Linked DNA regions of Sus scrofa: region 2 is linked to region 1. A link is a contact called in public HiChIP or PLAC-seq data. All regions are on one chromosome and are shown on one strand. The core of a region is the stretch at or near the end of the contact, and the rest is flanking DNA. Distances in the headings are between cores, read along the strand shown.

Evidence for each region. HiChIP or PLAC-seq counts read pairs in DNA pulled down with a chosen protein or histone mark.
Region 2: a contact with region 1 is called in an H3K27ac HiChIP or PLAC-seq map of alveolar macrophages. The contact joins two enhancer-like sites. A contact is called at or near these places in 3 of 47 Hi-C or Micro-C datasets (embryonic fibroblasts and skeletal muscle) and 1 of 2 datasets of contacts at active chromatin or transcription factors (alveolar macrophages).

What each region holds. Positions count from the first base shown.
Region 1 is chrX:34,732,130-34,737,864 of Sscrofa11.1, forward strand. It overlaps LOC106506942 (a long non-coding RNA gene), which reads right to left. Exons shown (of 3, transcript XR_001302600.2): 2 at 4,705-4,786. Among named protein-coding and RNA genes, the nearest start is that of MID1IP1, 30 kb to the right of the region's middle. Within about 2 kb of position 2,327, at least 1 of the 83 cell types and tissues checked has an H3K27ac peak or open chromatin away from gene starts, as enhancers often do. A contact at or near this core is called in alveolar macrophages, where this site is marked.
Region 2 is chrX:34,914,980-34,920,714 of Sscrofa11.1, forward strand. No RefSeq gene overlaps it. Among named protein-coding and RNA genes, the nearest start is that of MID1IP1, 150 kb to the left of the region's middle. Within about 2 kb of position 3,677, at least 5 of the 83 cell types and tissues checked have an H3K27ac peak or open chromatin away from gene starts, as enhancers often do. A contact at or near this core is called in alveolar macrophages, where this site is marked.

The sequences.
Region 1 (5,735 bases), core at 1,077-3,576:
TGTGTTCTATACACGGACTAAATAGGTGACACGCCACAACTAACGTTTAACCCACCAGAAATATTCATGTGAATTAGAACTTGACAGAATCCCATCAGGGTTGATATGACCTTTGAGGTCTTCCAAAAAAGTCTGAAAAGATTTTATCTCTAGAATCAGAAACTTGGTACCGCACTGTCTTAATTTTGATAACATTCCTATGAGCTCTTTCCTATGATACAATAAAATTTGTGGGCTTTTCCCTTACAACAGAAAGAAGGAAATCGAATATTTCCAAGGATTTTCTAGTAGCTGCCAAGAGATCAGATCTGTATACTTTTTAAAGAGGCCCCGCAAATGGTTTAAATCTGCTGTAAGTTTCACTGGGAAGGGATAATTCATGTCCTTAAATTTAAGCATTGATATTCAGTTATCAACAAACCATTTGAACTCTAGCAGTGCTTGGCAGTCATTGTGGCTAGAACCTAACTAACTTAAACTGAAATTTAGTGTAGTTGGCAAAAAGCTATTAAGAGGAAGGTTGATGTGTCAAAGCATGGTAATTTTAAAACTACACAAATATGCTGTATAAATAAAAATAACAACCTTCAGTTGTTCTGAGAATTCTTATTTCTTCAGGAATTGCTTTGGGCCCTCACCCACCACCCAGTGGAGTAAAACAAAGCAAGTAAAAGGATGAGTGACATTCATTTGTTTTTCAAAGCCATAAGCAATGTTGGCCCTAGTTATTATGTGTGCTTTATTTTTACAGACATTTAATAAAAACAAACAATTCAACGAGTATGTATGGAGCACTTAACCATGTAAAAGCTCTGTGCAGCAATTGTTTTTTCCATAATCTACTGGGAAGGAGGGGGGTGAAATGTACGTAAATAACCAGAAAACACTGCATGATGTAAATTGCAAAAGTGAAACATAAAAATACAAGCACAATGCTGTGGAAAGACCATGGGGAAATGATTAATCTCACTTGGGGGAAGGTGTGGATGGGGACAGGAATCAGTAACGGAGTCCTAGAGAGATCGCTTTTCTTCTAGGGATTGAGAAAAAATAGCAACCAACATCAAGGGAAGAGGTGGAGGGGGAGGGACAGGAGGGAAGAGTAATTTCAGTTGAAGGTGCTGCATGGACAACGCCCCGTGCGGGTCATCTGGGGAATGGAGAGGGAAGGTTCCGCTGTGGCTGCTACACATAGTGCAAGGTGGGTGGGGGAGAAGCAAGTTTGGAAAGGTAGATTGTGATGAACTTTAGAAGACCTCCAATGGCATTTGGCTCTGGCAGGCAATGGAAAGCCACAGAGGTTTCTGAGCAGGGAGGGACATGACTACCAAATGTCATTTTTTTAAATTTGTCGTCAATAAAAGGATTTGAAAGAACCCAAATCTTCAATACAGAGACTGGTTGGAAAAAGAATATTTCATCCCCACAATAGGATATTAAGCCACCATAAAAAGGAATGAGGACAATTTCTATACATAATACATCCCCAGAATTTGTCATTACGGGATAAAGATACCAAGCACTGCATGTACCATGCTATCTTATATTTTAAAAAGAGAAAATATGACTAACCACATGTTTAGATACACATCTTTGCTGTATTTGCCAAAAAAAGAAATTACTGGAAAGACCAATGGGAAACTAATAGAAATATTTACCTATAGAGGAGGGAGGAAGCAGGGTGGAGGAGAGAGTAATTGAAGTGAAACATTCTAAAGCCAGCTTGTTATATTATTTTGACTTTGGAAATAGAGATATATTTTAGATAATTAAAAACAATTTAAAAAGGAAACATAGCTCAGAGAACTATATTCAATATCCTGAGATAAACCGTAATGGAAAAGAATATAAAAAAGAATGCATATGTATGTATAACTGAATCACTTTGCTATAGAGCAGAAACTGACACAACATTGTAAGCCAACCATACTATAATAAAATACATAAAAATAATAATTAAAAAAGGAAACAAATTGGTGGCGAATACAGCAGAGAGACTGGAAGCAAGGATGCTGCTTCAGAGGTTATGCAAGAATTCAGTCAAGATACGTTAAGGGTGGTGGGAAATGGAGAAGAGGCAGAGACAGTGGTGGTGGCCAGGTCATTGTCCCTGAATGCTGCTTTCCCGTGTCTATTGGAAGTGTCTGTCTGACTGAGGGCAATTCATGCAATTTTATTTTATTTTATTTTTATTTTTTTGGCTGTGCCTGTAGCATGTGGAAGTTCCCAGGCCAGAGACTGAACACAGGCCACAGCTGGAACCAGAGCCACAGCAGTGACAATACCAGACCCTTGACCTACTGAGCCACCCGGAAACTCCAATACATGCAATTGTAGAGTTTACCCTGTGGCACAATAGACAGCGATAGGAGATCCACCACAGTTGAGTGAAGGAAGTAGTCTGGCAAGTGAAACTTGTCTTTTACGAAATACTGATTAATTCTTGATGGCTCAGCCCACATCAGCCAGGAGGGTGTGGGTAAAATGGCTGTGGTGACAAAAATACCTTTGGCGCTAGGTCCCCTGGACTTCACCGGGCTCCTAAAACCTCAATGTCCTCAACTTCTCCTAGAATGATTCCGAGTCACTCAGTTAGGTTGCAATGAAAGTTGTCCCCTCACCTGAGCTGCTCAACTTTTCCTACTGCCATCACTGGGGCTGCCCCTGGTTAGGCAGGAGCCTTGCTTCGTCCACCCAGAGCACTCATCAGCACTCACCCTGCATATGCCCGAGTCACTGCCCACCTGATACCACTGCTCTCAGGGCTGCTCAGTTGACCTCACTGAGGTGGCCTTGCTCTGAGTTCTCCAGCCTCTCGCAGTGCAGAAGTTTCCTGAGGCTGGGGAAGGAGTCCATCCACCAGAACTGGGGCTTACAGCAACCGACTGATCTTGACTGCCTAGAGAGGCAAAGGGCCTGCCACACTCTGAGGGATTGAGGAAACCACTGCCTCTTTTACCTGAGGAATTTTAACCCTAGGACCCATACATTAGTTAATTTCAACTGTGATCATTTCAACAAAGGCCACTTTGAAGAACTGTCCAGCAAGCACATTTGCCTTTAACTGGGTGGTGGGTGATACTTTTGTACATTGTACCATGATTCTTTATCCCTTACATATAAGTTACAATGATTCCTTTGTATCTATTCAACATTTAACAATGTTTACAAAAATATTCTATTGACACCTCAAGAGAGTTTTGGAGTTTTCTACATCTGGGTTCAAGTCCCAGCTCCAACACTTAGCAGCTGTGTGACTTTGAGCAAGTTACTTAACCTCTCTAAGCCTTGATGGCTTTCTCTGGGAAACGGGAATATCATAGTGCCTCACAGGGGGTTGCAAGGATTAAATGAGAAAAAACATGTAAAGTACTTAGCCAAGTAGTACTCGGTGCATAGTAAACGCTTATTAATATTCACTGTAACTTAAAATATAATGAATATGATGCTTATAATAAAATGTGAAGTGGAAGAAGTCTAAAAGACTCTAATTGCCACCTACAAATTAGATGTCTATACACACACACACATATATATCATATAATGTCACATAAAAATAATATTTGGATGTTATGCATAGAAACAATGCTGGACTAAAATGAGACAAAATGTTATCAGTGGTATCTTTGAGGAAGCATGATTACAGTGATTTTCTTTGCTTGTTCATACTTCTCTATATTTTCCAATTCTCTACCGTCGAAGGCAGTTGCTTTAGTAATTGGAAAAAGAACAATAAATGTTATCGTCAAAGGATAAAAGAAGGTGAGATGAGGGGGGCATCCTAGATTTGGGGAGCCAGAAGCAAGATGACCCTGGAGAGCTAAGGGGAAGGCAGGTCACGAAGCGCCTTGTAAGCTACCCTGGGGCTTAGAGACTATCTTTGAATGGCAGCGGGAAGCCAGCCAAAGACTTTCACCATGGGAGGGGCAGGGCCGCGTCTGGATTTCTAAAAGCTCACTCTAGATTCAGGGTTTCCAGCGGAAGATGGTGAAGGCAAGGTATATTTGCTTCACTCCTTTGCGCCAAGCCCATGAATTTGAATGAAGGAAAACAAAAGAAAATTCCATCCACACTGAAACTAAGAAACGGCTACTATGCCCCACATAAAGAATAGCTGTTAAGCCAAGTGAAACTTGGGCAAAGTTATGGGCTGATGCAGCAGGAGGGCTAACAAATAACTTTCTAGATCTCATGCAGGGTGTAAATATCTCTGCACAAAAGTGAGAGGGTTTCGAGGCATCTACAGGCAATGGGTGTGTTTTGAACTGGGTTGTGGGGGTGAGTGGGCCATGGTGGAATAGAAACCGTCACTGCGTAGACTTCTTTCCCCCCAGAAAAATGACAGGGAAAGCAATGGTGAAAAAAATACACGGCGGATATGCCATTTTTGTTTTCTCCACCCCAGCTGCACTTTCTCTAGATGAGGTAGGGGTAACCGCAGCTTGCCATAAGGCAGCTGGTAGCCAGAGTTGAAGAGCAAAGAAAAGCCAAACCAGGCCAAACCAAACCAAATCAAACCACACCAAAGCAAGACAAAACCCTAAGTCCGTGAAAGGAAAAAAATTCCAGTGAGGTGAAAAGTTAAACCAACCAATCTCCCCAGTCAACAATACCTTGCTTTAAGGGGCGTGCCAGGAGCTGATGAAGCCTGGTCACCCCACGGATGAGGCACAGACTTGGACACAGTTTCCCAAGTCATCATACCTGATTTAAAGCTCCAGGCTACCACAGCATCTCACCCTCCTCACAGTGTTCCTTTTGTTTGGTTGTTTGAAGTAAAATTTACCTGCAATAAAAGGCACAGATCTTAAGTTTACAATTCAATGAGTTCCAGCAAATGTATACACTGCTGTAATTACCATCCTGATCAAGAATAAAATAGAATATTTCCATCACCCAAGAAAGCTCTTTTGTGTTCCTGTGCAGTCAATCTCTCACTCCTCTTCTCCCCTCCCTTCACCATGAACAATCACTGCTCTGATTTCCATCACCATCGATTAATTTCGCCTATTCTTGAACATCTTATCAATGTAATCACAGCGTATGTGCTCCTTTGTGTTTGGCTTCTTTGGCTCAACAAAATATCTTTTTGCTTTTTGTTTTCTGTTTTTGCGGCTTTTTATCTTTTTAGGACTGCACTCGTGGCATATGGAGGTTCCCAGGCTAGGGGTCAAATCGGAGCTACAGCTGCCGGCCTACACCACAGCCACAGCAATGCCAGATCTGAGCCGCCTCTGTGACCTACACCACAGCTTACGGCAATGCTGGATTCTTAACCCACTGAGCGAAGCCAGAGATTGAACCTGCAACCTCATGCTTAACCCACTGAGCGAAGCCAGGGACTGAACCCGCAACCTCGTGGTTCCTAGTCGGATTCCACTGCACCAGGACGGGAACTCCTCAACATATCTTTAAGATTCATCTATGTTGTTCAACGTATAAGCAATTCATTCATTTTGATTGCTGACTAGTATTCCACTGTGTGAATATACCACATTTATTTATCCAGTCTTCTGTTGATAGGCATTTGTATGATTTCTAGTTTTTGGTTACTGTGAATGAAAGTGCTGTAAGCATTCTCGTATAGGTCTTTTTGTGGACATAAGTTTTTATCTCTTGAATGAACTGGAGCAGCATTAATGGTCATAATACAGGTGTATATTTCACATTACAAGAAATGGACAGTTTTCCAAAGTGGTTGTACCATCTCATGCTGCAGCTGCGATGCTGAACTT
Region 2 (5,735 bases), core at 2,427-4,926, 180 kb after region 1:
GTGAAGAAATTGTCCCCATTTTCAGAGCAAAGAGCAAAGCTAAGAGTCACTAATAGGAAGACCGAGCGCTGAGCCTTGTACTCGGCGAGGATGTGAAAGGGTTTCTGTTGTCATCTTTAGCAGACTGTGCTTGAAAGGGCAGTGTGGTACAGTACATGGTGAACTGGGGATAATGATGTGCACCTCATTTTATACTTTGAAATGACTTTCATTGACACCATTTGCTCAGTCATTCAACAAACATTTATTGAGTGCCTATGCTGGTGTCAGATCTCATCATCTTCAGGTGTTCACCAACAGTCCTTTTAAATTCACTCCCTTTGGGGATTCTCCTTGCCTTTTATTGATGTGAATAATCAGGAGTGACCCTAATTTCCTTTCCAGTTGAGCCAGGCCTGGGGGAACTTCCATTTGCATTCCTTCCCCTTTGGTGATGCCTGAGTGGTTAGCCCGCTGTGGTTAGTCAATTCCGTTGGTTAATGAACTGAGCAAAGAGGTTAAGGTCACAGTTTTGATCCCCAGGGGCTGATTTACCTCTCCACTTGTGTACACCATCCTTCCTCCTCCACCCCAGTGTCTATGCCTCCTCCCACCTCAAGGACTTTGTACAGTTTTTTCACTCTACCAAGAGCCATCTTGCTCCAGCCCCTCGTTGTTGAGATTCAATGTCATTTCCTTAGCAAAGCCTTACTTGCCCCTCAGATCTGGTCAGGTGTCTCAGTGTACATTACCATAGTGCCCTGTACTACTGTAGTGTAGTGTTTATTGGTATTTATAATTATATATTTATTTTTATATTGGTTAATATCTGTCTTATGTCTGTTAGTGTAATGTCCAGCTGCAAATACTAGAAAACTTAACTGATTATAGTTTAAATACATGAGGGCTGGAGTTCCCGTCGTGGCGCAGTGGTTAACGAATCCGACTAGGAACCATGAGGTTGCGGGTTCGGTCCCTGCCCTTGCTCAGTGGGTTAACGATCCGGCGTTGCTGTGAGCTGTGGTGTAGGTTGCAGACGCGGCTCGGATCCCGTGTTGCTGTGGCTCTGGCGTAGGCCGGTGGCTACAGCTCCGATTCGACCCCTAGCCTGGGAACCTCCATATGCCGCGGGAGCAGCCCAAGAAATAGCAACAACAACAACAACAACAACAAAAAAAAGACAAAAAAAAAATACATGAGGGCTTGTTTATCTCCCATAACAAGAGAGGACATCCAGCAAAGGTTGAATGGCTCAGTCATGCCACACTGGACTCAGCCTCCTCTTCTCTTCTTTCTCTGCTGCCTTTAGCAAATATGGTCAGTCCTCCTGTTTACAATATGACTGCTGCTTCTCAGGGATAGCATCTGCATTCCAACCAGAGAGAAAGGAGAAGAGGAAAAGTGAACATCAGTTGACAGTACTGTTTATGTCTTATGGCCAGAATTGGGCCACATGGCAACTTCTAGCTGCAAAGGAGTCTAAAAAGTTAAGTTGTTGTTGCTGTTTAGCTTTTAGAATCTATAGGATAGTGTAGAGAGCAAGCCAGAGAGGAAGTTAGGTAAGCCAATCAAAGAGGACCAACCTCTAGAGCCTTCCATGCTCCCTTATTGAACTTTAATAACAGAGCAGGGACCGTGTTTCTTTTGTTCACCATTGTAGTAGGTCCACCTTGTATATTATCTGTCCCACTGTAGGTACCTGATAAGCATTTTGTTAAATGTAAAGAAATAATTATTGCAGAGGGTATCTCCCACATTAGGTCTTTAAGAGGGACCAGAAGAGGATTGTTGGATCAATGCCATCTTACCAGTATGGGTAAGAAGAATTTAGAATAGACACCATCAGGGGTCCCGCTAGCCTTTGCATTGCCTTTGCATGAATTAGGAAAAGGCACCCACCCCTTCCTCAAGACGCATTACTGCCATCTACTGGAAAGTTATCTTAATAAAGTGAAAAATCTACCACACCCACGATGTGAATCGTGTCCCCACAGATGCAGTGGAGTCATTCACCAAACAACTGGCACAGCCACGTGTGGCCATGTTGCAGGAAACCCAAGCACATATCACCAGTAGGGTGGGACATGGCCAATGAAGAAGCTGTCGCACCTGCCCCTAAAGCAGAGGAGGGGTGCACTTCCTGTGGAGCAAGCTTGAAGATTTCACCAGCTTGCCATACGTAAAGACTTGTTATTCCTAGGTAGCAGGGCTATGGTGAGAAGAAGACCAGAAAGAGCATGTGAGTTCTGCTCTTCACTTCCTGCCTCTGTAGTAGGTGAGAACCGTTTAATCCTTCTAAATTTCTATTTCCTCATCTCTAAATTAGAGATAAGAACTCCTGCCTCAAGAGATGTGTTTGAGTATCTGGTGAGAAAATGTACATAAAAGGGTTTGGGAATCTGCTCAGCATTAGAAAAAGGTCGGCAATTTTTAGAGTGGAAAGCTGATAGGAAATAATGAGGGAGTGTTCCAGTCTTATCTCCACCACTAGTTCTGTGACCTTGGGCATGTTTCTTTATTTCTCTGGGGCTCAGGCTTCTCATCTGTAAAATAGGTCTGATGGTATTAGAACCTACTACCCAGGAAAGTCAGGAGGATTCAAATTAGTAGTAGGTGTTCAGTAAATGTTAATTACTAACTGTAAGGCAATTGTGCCTTGTATTATACTCTGCATTGTGCATTCAGTATTTCATTGAAATTGTTAAATAAGTCACCTTTGACTTTGGGGAAAAAAACCAGAAAATGAAATGTAACGGAAGGGTTCCTAGGCCTTTTTGCGAAGAGAGCTGAGACTGTGGGGAAAGAGTGATTCAGCATATTGCTGTGACCTCTCTGCTGCCGGAAGAGGAAACCGCCTTTTCCTAGACCTTCCCCCCTCCCCCACCTCCAAACGCTCTTGGCCCAGTCTGGATGATGGACCTACGAGGTTGTAGCTAAAATTTCTCACTAAGTGGTCAGTGAGATTGATTCCATGGAAATTTCATTATTTACAAAGCAACAACAACAAAAACATGAAGGGCAGAAGAGGCCAGGCAGGCAGGCAGGCAGGCGGCCAGGGTAGGTCAGGTCAGCCAAGCAGAGCCTTGGTTCTTACCTGCTCTGGTTCTCCCCTCCACCACCTCCATAGCCCTCTGGGGCGCAGCCCTGCGACTGCTGAGAAAATCCATCAGATACTGGAGTAGACAAGCGAAGGGCAGGGAGTTTTGCAATGCAGAGAAAGCAACAAACGTGATTTCAACTGCGGTCTGATGGCCAGCTTTCTCATGCGCGGTCTCCCAGAGCCTGACAGGTCTAACTGGCTGGTAACAGCGTTTTATCCCATCCTCTCTTCCATTTGTCTCTTCACCACTGCAGTGTCCCCTCTCCTGATATCCTCAGGGATAGAGTTCTGGGGGAAGCAAGCTGTTTTCCCTCCATTTCTCACTTCGCATTTCACTGGAGTAGAGTACTTCACTTGCCTTCCTTTGCCCCACCGAAGGAGGACTGTGCTGAGCACCCGAGCTCCTGGGCTTGGTTGCTCTGTGGCCCGAAGCTGACATCTTTTGTGCGTGTCATGCTTTATAGTAGAGTGGTTAAAAATCAGCTCCCATTCTGGTGACTAAATTTTATTGACTTTTCCAGGGCCTGTGGTGGGACTGACATGTCCCCCATTTAATTACTTCCTCCTTTTTGACAGCAGATTGAGTTAACCAGAGGACACGCACGTGACTCTGGGGCCGGGAAACTTGGAGTGGCCATAGCTAGGCAGCTGAGAGGGGGCCGGGGTGAGCACAGGCTGGGGATGTAACAACCTGCTGGCAGTTGTGAGCTGTGGTTTTATGGTTGCGCTGGGGGCAATAACCAAACAGTGGGGCTTTTGGACTAATTTGAAGAATGCTTTGCATAAATCCCAGCTGCTAGCCATATGTCCAACCCTTGTAGAGGGGAGGGTGTATTTCCCTGAGCTCTTGTTTCCTTCCCTGGAAGTCAGGACTAACCGAGCCTCTAAATGCCCAGCCCTGGTCTTTAGGGGAGGATGGTCAGCCACAAAAGCTTGAGCTGATTTAATCACAACCTGAATTTATATGATGCTTTACCAGATTTCCCCTTCCAATAACGTTGTGTCATTTTGTCCTAATAAAACCCCACCATGTAAGCCAGGTAGGAATCCTCCATTTACAGGTGAGAACACTGAGACGCAGAGCCTGGGAACAATGATGAAAGCAAACATGTTGGAACTTAACTAGGTGTCAGGCTCGCCTCTAATCCCTTGAGAGATATTAATTCACTTCATGCTTGTATCAGTCCTACAAGGCAGGTACCATTATTATCCTTCCTTCGTTGAGGAAGGAACGGAGCCCAGAGAGGCTACTTAACTTTTTCACAGTCACACAGCACGTAAGTAGTGGAACGAGATTTTAAACCCAGGCAGTGGGACTCGAGAGTCTGTGTTTATAATTGCTGTACATGCCACCAGGCAGCTTGGCAGTGACAGCTGGAATTCACATGCAGGTACTCACATTCCAAGTTCAGGTTTTCCCCTGTGCCACACCCCTCCTATGAAATTTGCTCCTTAAAGATCTTTACTTCCTGTAAGCATTAGGCACAGCCATTTAGATTTGGACTCTTTTCATCTGGTATCTCGAAGTCTTTCACTTAAATTTATTCGATTAGTCCCTCCCTGCCTACTCACCATGAAGTCAGAGGCATACCCAGTCCAAAGGAGCTGTAATGTGTTGCGAAATTACTCCCAAACCAAGGCTTTGGAAAAATACAGGCATCTAGGTGTCAGGAGTTATGGAGCTTGGCAGCCTAATGCACAGAACAGGTATTTTCTCACCTCCTTCCCTAGGAAGAATGGGTGTGGTTCTCACAGGACTGGCAGACCTTGTGAGCAAGTGCACTCCCAACTTTCACATGCCCAGAGAGTCAGGGTCACTCTCTCCCTTTGGGAAAAGGTCACTCCCGCCCTGACTCCCCTGACAATTATGGGTTTCTTAGCTAAGGTGCCTCTAACAGCCTGTGGTAAGTATGAACCAACCAGGTGGAAGGGAGAGAGCTGTTTTAATGTGATAGTATCCTCAGCTGCCCAGGCCAACTTGCTCACAAGTGGAAACCAGTGAAAGCTGTGTTCCGCATTCGCTGATGTCCCAAAGAAAACCCCTAGGTGTGTCTAGACTTTATTATTGCATAGCCAAAACCAAATGTAGACCAAACCCAAATTAGAATTTGAATAATGGCCAAAAAGTAGGAGTATGACTCCCCTTTTCAGTTCTGAATAGCAATTTTCTTTCCTCATTTACAAACTAACTCTGTAGCCAGGCATTGGGTAACATGAAACAAGTAACACAACTTTGGCTGAGAAACCACAAAAATTGACTAATAGAAAGAGAAGAACACAAAATGATTTGGGTTGTAATCATCATGAGTCAGATTTATTTAATTTGGGTGCATGGGTCTATTCCTCTAGGTTGGATTCCCCAAGAAGCCAATTCTGTGACAAGGATTTGGGTGCATGCAGTTTTTTGGGGAGGTGATTTCAGGAAGTATCACTAAGGAGTGGAGAAGTAAGACAGGAAAGAGAAGGAAATCAATTCAGAGTGTCAAAACAGGTTACCACTGTAGGCAGCAGTCCTGCGGGGGATCTAAGGAGATGCTATGGAACATGCCTGCAAGTCCCACCTGAGGGGCAGGGAAGCTGGGGTGTTTACCCACCATCTCCTGTTGGTTACCGGCTTAGGGCTGCCCTGAGGTGAGCTACCTCCTGAGCACTCTGG